Regions from separate parts of the Gossypium hirsutum genome. Here region 2 is linked to region 1. Evidence: chromatin contacts called from public Hi-C data. All regions are on one chromosome and are shown on one strand. The core of a region is the stretch at or near the end of the contact, and the rest is flanking DNA. Distances in the headings are between cores, read along the strand shown. Region 1 holds the start of LOC107893924 (alpha-1,4 glucan phosphorylase L-2 isozyme, chloroplastic/amyloplastic). Region 2 holds the start of LOC107918844 (beta-glucosidase 40).

The links. Hi-C and Micro-C count contacts between places; a contact is called where the count stands out from the background.
Region 2: a contact with region 1 is called in a Hi-C map of leaf, with 2.7 times the contacts expected there. The contact joins the promoter of LOC107918844 here to the promoter of LOC107893924 in region 1. A contact is called at or near these places in 4 of 34 Hi-C or Micro-C datasets (hypocotyl and leaf).

What each region holds. Positions count from the first base shown.
Region 1 is chrD13:15,849,480-15,854,081 of Gossypium_hirsutum_v2.1, forward strand. It overlaps LOC107893924 (alpha-1,4 glucan phosphorylase L-2 isozyme, chloroplastic/amyloplastic), which reads left to right and starts at 1,845. Exons shown (of 15, transcript XM_016819070.2): 1 at 1,845-2,588; 2 at 2,908-3,137; 3 at 3,247-3,348; 4 at 3,601-3,777; 5 at 3,974-4,249. The coding sequence starts at 2,393.
Region 2 is chrD13:16,045,637-16,050,238 of Gossypium_hirsutum_v2.1, forward strand. LOC107918844 (beta-glucosidase 40) reads right to left here and starts at 2,805. Exons shown (of 12, transcript XM_016848427.2): 1 at 2,422-2,805; 2 at 1,708-1,765; 3 at 1,479-1,537; 4 at 1,297-1,372; 5 at 1,116-1,187; 6 at 943-1,030; 7 at 613-859; 8 at 116-455. The coding sequence starts at 2,553. It overlaps LOC107918349 (COBW domain-containing protein 1), which reads left to right and starts at 3,413. Exons shown (of 9, transcript XM_016847883.2): 1 at 3,413-3,943; 2 at 4,031-4,248; 3 at 4,374-4,488. The coding sequence starts at 3,695.

The sequences.
Region 1 (4,602 bases), core at 595-3,094:
TTTTGATGATTTGTTTTTGAAATCTCCTAACTTGGCTTTATATAGAGGAGACAAAATGAATGAAGAGATTTAGACCGATTCATTAAGAGTTTTGTTGAAAAATTAATAGATATAAGTGACTAGAGACAATGAATGAAAAAAACTGCAATATTAAACCAAGAGATACAATTGTTCAAAAGATACAACTGTGTGAAAAAATGCAATATCAAGTGATACAATTGTTTAATTTGAGCATCAATTTACCATTCATCACTCAACAATTATTTTCCAACAAAAATTTTGGCTAATTCGGTTAATACTAGTTCGAATCGGTTAATCGATCGGTTAACCGTTTGAATACCCCTACCTATGACATGCCAACTATATTCGACACAACTCAAACAACTAATAGGTACTAATGTTCAATTTCATTTTGCAATTCAGTCCACATTAGATCTCATATCATTTTCATAATTACAATCTCATTTCATCATCAAATACATATATTTCATATTATATAACATATTTCATTTCAATTTCTATATCACATATCACAATTCAAGTATTTAATGTCATTTTTCATTTTAGTCACCTATCCTGATAATCCATACCAAAACTCAACATAACATTTCATATCATCAAGGCATACTCACCTTGACATGCTCTCATTCAACTAACATATATATGCAAACAATTAATTCTATCTCGAATTATAAAAAGTACAAACCATGGTCTTGTGTCACTAGTTAACAACTTTCGCTTTTCCTTTCCTTTCCAAAGGTTTCACGTTGATGTCAGTTATGGGCAGTCAAAATATAACACACTATCAATTTCCAATCAATTTACAACCAAATATCAATTCATGCATATTTTGTAATTTATTCAATTTAGCCCTTAAAACCAAGACAAGCACAACTTTCAGTCTAAAGCTTTAAATTGAAATCTGATTTCACAGCTATTCATTAAAGACTTTATACTTTCTATTTCTACCATAATTTCATAATAGGTTTTCTTTTTATTAAATTTGGTCCCTGATGTAAACAAGCTAACAATCAAGTTTGTTAAGCTGTACAATTTAGTCATTTTCATAACCTAAGCTTAATTTCTATCAATTTCATACCTAATTCATCCAATTCTCAACAATGGTAACTTATCAAAATCTCACTAATTAAACAAATTGATATACGGGTTACCTCAATCAAGCTCTCATGATAAAAAAAATCTATAAAAAAATGGCTAAAAACTTACTTGTAATGTTGATCGAATGTTACTTCAGTTTTGAAGCTTTTCTTCTTAACATAACAATGGTGGATGGTGGCATTTGGGAAGAATATGATGACTTTTGTCATCTTTTCCCACTAAGTTTTACTTATATACTAAGATTAATTTTAGTTAATCTTAATTAGTTTACTTAATCATGATTAATTAAACTCTAATATTTAATTAACCTATGCTAATGATAGTTAACATCAGATCCCACTATCATCCATTTTGAATTGGTCTACTAGCCATTTTAGTCCTTAGGATAATTGCTATTTAAGTCTTCAAGTCTTTCCCTAATTAAAAATCTATAACAATTAATTTTTTACAATTTAATCCATGAGTTTAAATTAACCACATTTTCGACTAAATCTTTAAACACATATTTGTGTAAAAATTTAAATCATTTAAATAAATAGGGTGAATAGGAATAGATTATGTGAGAAATTTTGGTAAAAGCTAAAAATTTTGGGGTTGGCTTGACTAGAATTTTCATAAAGTTTCTATTTAAAAGCATCACATTTTTTCCTCTTTGCTGCAAAATATCTAATATAACGACAAGCCATGGCCTCTACTTAGGATGGTCCCTCCCTCTCTGCCCTTTCAACAACCAAACATGCTTCAACTTCTCCTATGTGACCAAAATCTCCTGTTTTCCCCTCTTCCAACGGTCTTAATTTAATTTGGTTACCTCATCCTCCTTAACAATTAACCTCCAACGCAATCTTTGATTTTTTTATTTGGTCAGAAATATCTGGTTTGAAACATGCTATAATCTCCATTAATGGCATCATTATTACTTTTATCAAATGCTTTTGACTGCAAACAAGATGTTAATGACACCCATTTCACTAACAAACAAGAGAGTTACTACAAATCTAAATAACACTTCATTAAGCAAAATGGCATCCGTTAATTTCAAGAACACGATATAACTATAGTGTTAATTTCCCTCGTTTATAACATGAGAAATTGAGATAAGGATGATGATGATGATGATGAAGCGCCAAAATGAAGATAAGACGACAAAAGCAACACTCTCTCTTTCACTCATTTGTTCTTTTTTTTTAAATATCATAGAAACATTCTTACTCTTTCTGAACTGAAGGGAAAGGTAGTGATTGGTGGAAACTAATAAAGAAAACCAGGAACAATGGCGTCTCTACCTTTCTCTGCAACCAGTTTTCACTCCACCTTCATTTGTTTTAACTATAAAGCAAGGAACCCAAATTTGTTCTTCCTAAAAAAAGGTTCAAGCTTTACTTTTTCAAGGAGAAAATTCATTATCAAAAGTGTTGCCAGTGACCAAAGGCAGGACCTCAAAGAAGAAGGTCAAATCACTGAAGAAGGTTACTTTCACTTTTTAGTCACTTAATGCAATTTCATAGTATTTTTCTCTTTATAAACCTATTAGTAGGCAGTGAAGGGAAGGTTTTGAATAGTTTCGTAATGGAGGCTTGAAGGGTTTTGTACCCTAGATTACTTGGTTCAAGAATTCCCTAATATATAATGCTAAAGTGGCTTTTAGGGTCCTCTTTTTATCTTTGTTTTTCACTTCTTTCCACTAATGGATCTCAAAACCCCCTAAATATGTTGATCATGGTGTTTTATTGATCTTTTTGTTTGGTCATTTGAATCATTAATGTGATATGTTGATGTGATTTGCAGCTTCTTTAGATACATTTGTTCCAGATTCTGCATCCATTGCATCAAGTATTAAATACCATTCTGAGTTCACACCCTCATTTGCGCCGGACCATTTCGAGCTCCCCAAGGCGTTCAAAGCAACAGCCGAAAGCGTCCGTGATTCGCTTATTATAAACTGGAATGCTACATATGCTTACTATGAGAAAATCAATGTGAAGCAAGCATATTATCTTTCTATGGAGTATCTACAGGTTAATTTGGCCTTAAATTTGTCCACTTTTTCCTGATATTTATTTGGTTTTTGGAACCAAATTACTTGGCCAAATGTTTGTTAAATATTCCCAGTCACCATTGATGCAGGGTAGAGCTTTGCTGAATGCCATTGGTAACTTAGAGCTTACAGGAGCCTATGCAGAAGCTTTGAAGAAACTGGGACACAATTTGGAGGATGTAGCTAGGGAGGTTAGATCCTTCATGATTTTAAAAACACTTATATTTAGCATAATTAAGACCGGAAGGTTGAAAAAAGTAATGAACTTGCTTAAAATGGGAAATTTAATTATCCAAGAAAGACCTGGCAACTGTAATCAGTAAAGGGAAACAAAACCTTTACATGTTTTACTTAATGGTGAATTCCTTTCAAGCAAATTCATTATGCTTTGCACATTTTTGCTTTATTTGAGTTACTGAAGTTTTCAGTTTCTTGCTGACCAGGAACCAGATGCTGCACTTGGCAACGGTGGCTTAGGACGTTTAGCTTCCTGCTTTTTGGACTCCTTAGCAACATTAAATTACCCTGCTTGGGGATATGGACTTAGATACAAATATGGATTGTTTAAACAGTATATTACAAAAGATGGTCAGGAGGAAGTTGCAGAAAATTGGCTTGAGGTATCTTTTAATTACAAAATTATATTAAAGTTATGTGTCCAACACGAATGTTCTCAAAATTTTCTATATATTTGGAGTATCATATCCCATTATCGGTCTGAATATGTCTTGGACAAGGTACTTCAGGCATATCTTAAGAGTCTAGTTAGGACATTTTCTTGTTTTCTTAATTATTATTTATTGCTTATCAATGCAGATGGGAAATCCATGGGAAATTGTGAGAAATGATGTGTCATACCCTGTAAAATTTTATGGTGAAGTCATTTCAGGCCCTGAAGGAATCAAAGAATGGGTTGGAGGAGAAGATATAACTGCTGTTGCTTATGATGTCCCTATACCAGGATATAAAACTAAAACTACAATTAACCTCCGACTATGGTCTACTAAAGTTGCACCAGAAAAGTTTGATTTAAGTGCTTTCAACGCTGGAGATCATGCCAAAGCTTATTCAGCAATGAATAATGCAGAAAAGGTTTGAATTCACACTCATTCATTCCTTCATGCTTTTGATGCACTTTAAAGCCAAGAAGTTCTTGTAGTCTTGGGAGAAACAGGACAATGATATTGTGTGATGACCGAGATTTGGAACTCTGGCTTGCACACTGCCTGTATCGAAATTCGGTTGTCACCTTGAGTATGCTTACATCAACGGAATTGTCTTCTTTAGACACCAGCAAGCCCTTTAACTTTTCTCACTTGAAGGTGCACCTTCCTTTTAAGGAGAGGTCTTTAGGTGGAATCAAGGGAGGGTAACAAAGCTTTGAGCGCCTGCAGGATTCAAAGAGGACAATAATTTTGATGTAGGCATATGTAAGCTGACAGCCA
Region 2 (4,602 bases), core at 1,555-4,054, 200 kb after region 1:
CAGAGCAGCATCTTCAGTTAAATGGCTTATGATATCTTCACTCTTGTAATTAGCTATGCAATACAATTCCAGTTCGGAAACGAGAATTTGTATATAAGGGGTGCAGTTTACTTACGTATAGCAAAGGCATTGGCATCTGAGACACAATCATTAAGCAAATCGAAAATCGAATTAGTTGCATTTTCGCTTGCATAATATGTAGTGTAATGATTGATGCCAACAAAATCCAATGATCCCTTAAGAAGAGCAGACTCGGATTCCGTAAAAGTTGGCAGACGGTTTCCTACTCGGCTTCTCATTGAGCTTGGATAATCTCCGAAGATCAATGGGTCAAGAAACCAGCCAAGCTGAAAATCTTGGGCCCTTTGAGTTGCTTCAATGTTCTCTGTTGCATTTGTCACCGGTTCATACCACTTAACATCCAATGATATCCCAATTGATCCATTTTGTTTCTCCTGCATACAGACAATTGATCTTAAAATGGTACCTTATCCTGTAGGTAATGTGAAACTACCGATGTTGTCTGCATAGACACGGTTCAAAGTGAACCGACCAGCTGTTTCATGTTCAGATTAGACAAAAACCAATCTGAAAGTAACCCAAATTTCTTACCTTGTAGTTTCTCCTGTAACTATCTGCAACTGTTGCATAAGAGAGGAGAACATTGTGGGCAACTATGTAAGGCTCAGTTGTAGAGTTTCCAACCTTGCACAGCAGCGACGAGCATCGCCCTGGTGCTTCGTATCCTGAATAATAGCCTTGCACAGTGAACGTATGAGGTTCGTTAAATATGATCCAGTTTTTCACCCTGTCACCAAATTTCTCAAAGCATGTCTCGGCATACAAAGCAAAATCCTTTCTGCAAATGTATAAACCCATGTCTATTACGCCTAAAGATTAAGAACACGAATATACAGACGATTTTCAATGATCATTCTTTACATAATTCGGCGATCGAGCCATCCAATGTACTTGTCCTCCAATGCTTGAGGGAGATCCCAATGGTAAAGGGTCACGTATGGTTCAATTCCTGCATCACAACACAATAAAAAATGCTTCTATACATATAAACGCATATATCAAATTCTTTTTTTGAAGGCATAGGTAAACAATACCTTTAGCAAGTAGAGCATTGATGAGATTATTGTAATGATCAACACCAGCTTGATTGATTTCTCCTGTACCATCTGTTCCAATTTTAAGAAAAAGACAAATTGTTACACATTTTTTTCACCATTTTTTTTTATTCTCTTACAAGATAAAAGCTTTAAGAGCAAGTGAAATTGGGAAGCTCACAAGGGAATATCCTAGACCAAGCTATTGAAAACCTGTAAGCATCCATCCCCATGTCTTTCATCAGTTGTATATCTTCCTGTTTTCATGGAAACAAAATCACATGCTGTTCATATATTGTAGGAAAATGAATCAAATCATTTGATATGAGCAAATTGCCGATGCTGGTTTTGTTGTAGGCTTACAACATAGCGGTGGTACTGATCTACAGCAACATCAGCATTACTTCCATCAATTATTATCCCTGCGATCATGGAATAAACGTTCCATTTCACTAAAAATCAGAGCTCAAGTGAATCTTGAATACGTACAGGAATATAATTCAGCACGGATATATTCTATGTTTTAACTTTTTCATATATTTGCAGGATCATACATTATATCTGCATATGAATATGGCTAAGGTACATATACCTGAAAATGTATCCCAAATAGTTGGTCCCCTTCCATCTTCCTTCACTGCTCCCTCATACTGGAAAAAAATATAGTATTTAAAAAAGTTGAGTTGTAATTATCAGAATTGTTTAACTTGTTTTAATTAATATGGCATGTGATTCAAGCATTCATTTCAACAGCAAACAAATTGAGTTTACGCTAGTAGTATCATAAATTCTTTCCATTAAGAAAAAGGGTACATAGAGGCCATTTTAGTATCTTTAATCCTTCCAAAGAAGAAATCATTGACTTGGTTATTTCCAAGGTTTCTTATTTCATTGTCAAAATTTCAAGGCTATTCGGTTAAATGGTCTAATTTCTCTTTTAGCCCCTTTTAGATATAACTAATTCAGTTTAACCTTTTTAGCTCATTTATTAAATGAACAATTTAAGTTATTGTAATACTCTTTTTAGCACTGGCCCTCCAAAGTTTTTAACTTTATCCCACCTCAACAAAACCCTGCTCTCCAAAGTCTTGACAATTGAATCCCAAGTTCTTATCCCTTTTTTGTATGAACCACTAAAGGAACAGTTGATACTATTTATTTTCCAGGAAAACTAGGAGCTGTGGGTATTATTTATTTATTTATTGCTATGTAAAATTCAAAATTAGATAAAACAAACAATACCCAAATCACATACAGAGTTTGCTTGAAAAGAATAATTTAAGAAAAGAAATTAAAAGACCAAAACCTGGAATGCAGCAGAAGCAGTTCCAAAAACAAAGCCCTTTGGAAAACCGGCTCTATTGATCTCAGACAAGCCTGCTTGAATTCCAACAACAACTATTGTTATTGCTAAAGCAATGTCTTTCCTCGTATGCATGGTTTTTTTTTTTCTTCTAACATAAATTTCTCTTCAACTAGAGGATATTTTTGTATTGATTTTCTATTTGCTTTTATATAATATTAGTTTTTTTATCTATATATATGCAAGTATATTGCTTTTTTCTTGTTCTAAGGATGCTTTTCCTCTCTGGTATGTTTTGTTTGTATTACCAATGGCAATGGGAATCCCCGACCCTGTTGGTGTTTTCTTGTTTTACCTGCCCAAAGTACCAGCCACAAAGTGCGATTGGATAGGGCTTTGTGATTTTGTCCTTTCAGCCAGGCCTCCACTCCTAATTTTGAGCAAAAATCACTTCGGCTTATTGATGTGATATTTGAATTTTATTTCTTTAAAAACATGTGAACACAAAAGACTATACACACAGAAATTAAAGATATGAAAGCTAATTACTTGAGACGACAAGTAGCTTGTTAGGATCAATAATCTTGTCAGAAAGGACACTAAAGGTTGCAACTCAATAATTTGGTTGCTGGGCAAACTAGCACGCCAACATGGCCAGATTGTCCACCAATAAACAATCTCAAAGCATTCTCTTGGGCAACCCAAAAATAAGGTATAGACTATTTCCTCTCCATACACGCTTAGCTTGCATTCCTCATTTAAGTATGAGACAGCATCAAGAAGCATAATGTTCGACACTTTTTGATTCATATTAATCTTGAATGAACTCTAAATTTTTAAATTTTAAAATATTTATCTTAAAAAGTTACATTCAAGCTCGTCCCATCACCAAAAAGATATCAACAATTGATGATATTTATGAAAGCTTAATAGAAACACAATCCACATCCTTATTTAAGGAGAGGTCTAGTGTTTTATAAGAAAAAAATATAATCTCACATCATAATTATATATAACAAGTATCACATACCCACGATCTATGTCCTTTCTCAGTGAACAAAGCTATGGAAACGATCTTTACTTGTAAAAGGAACAATACCTCATGATGTTATCGATACATTCTGACAATCTTTGCATCAACAGATATAACATCGAAAACTATTTTTTTAGGGTTGGACAAAAATTAGGTAAAAGCCCAAAACCAGCACTGGGTTGACTCACCCAAGTTCCAAAGCATTGAAAGCGGACTCCAAATCAAAATCAAGCATGTAGGCCTATGAGTATAAGAGAAGGATTGAGGACCCATATTTCTCCAAAATCCCATAAACCCCCAAGTTTGTCTTTGAGACGCAAAAAGGAAGGAGGAAAAATAATGGCTGACGACCAAGAAGAGCCACCTCTTGCTATTCGAATTGACCAAACGGTGGAGGAACCTTCCCAATCTGATCAAGAGAAACCTCAAAACGACTACGTTTCAGTTGGGGTAACAGTCATCACTGGCTACCTCGGTGCTGGCAAATCCACTGTAATCAAATCAACTCATCAAAACACTTTTTTGTTTTGATTATCTTTCTTATAGCTGATGAAAGTGTTTTTTTTTTAATTTTTTTAGCTTGTTAATTATATATTGAATGCCCAACATGGGAAAAGGATTGCTGTGATTTTGAATGAGTTTGGTGAAGAGATTGGAGTTGAAAGGGCTATGATAAACGAAGGAGAAAGTGGTGCCCTTGTTGAAGAATGGGTTGAGCTAGCTAATGGGTGTGTTTGTTGCACTGTTAAACATAGTTTGGTTCAAGCACTGGAACAACTTGTTCAAATGAAGAAAAAGTGAGACTACCCCATTTCACCCTTCTTTTTTGTTCAACTTTTTCAACACTAAACTTGATTATCAACAGTGTTTGGGTTATTTTTGATGTGATGACCAGTGAATATGTTGTTCTTTTTGTTGATAGACTTGATCATATACTGTTAGAGACCACAGGGTTAGCAAACCCTGCTCCTCTGGCATCCGTTCTTTGGCTGGATGATCAACTGGAATCTTCAGTCAAGCTTGATTCTATAGTTACTGTAAGCGACTAAGTACATTTACGGTCTCGAATATGAATTCAACGACTTCGGATAGATTGTGTGTGTGGCATTTAGACTCCTTGTTGTCCTTTTTCTTTATGGGGTTTTTGTGTT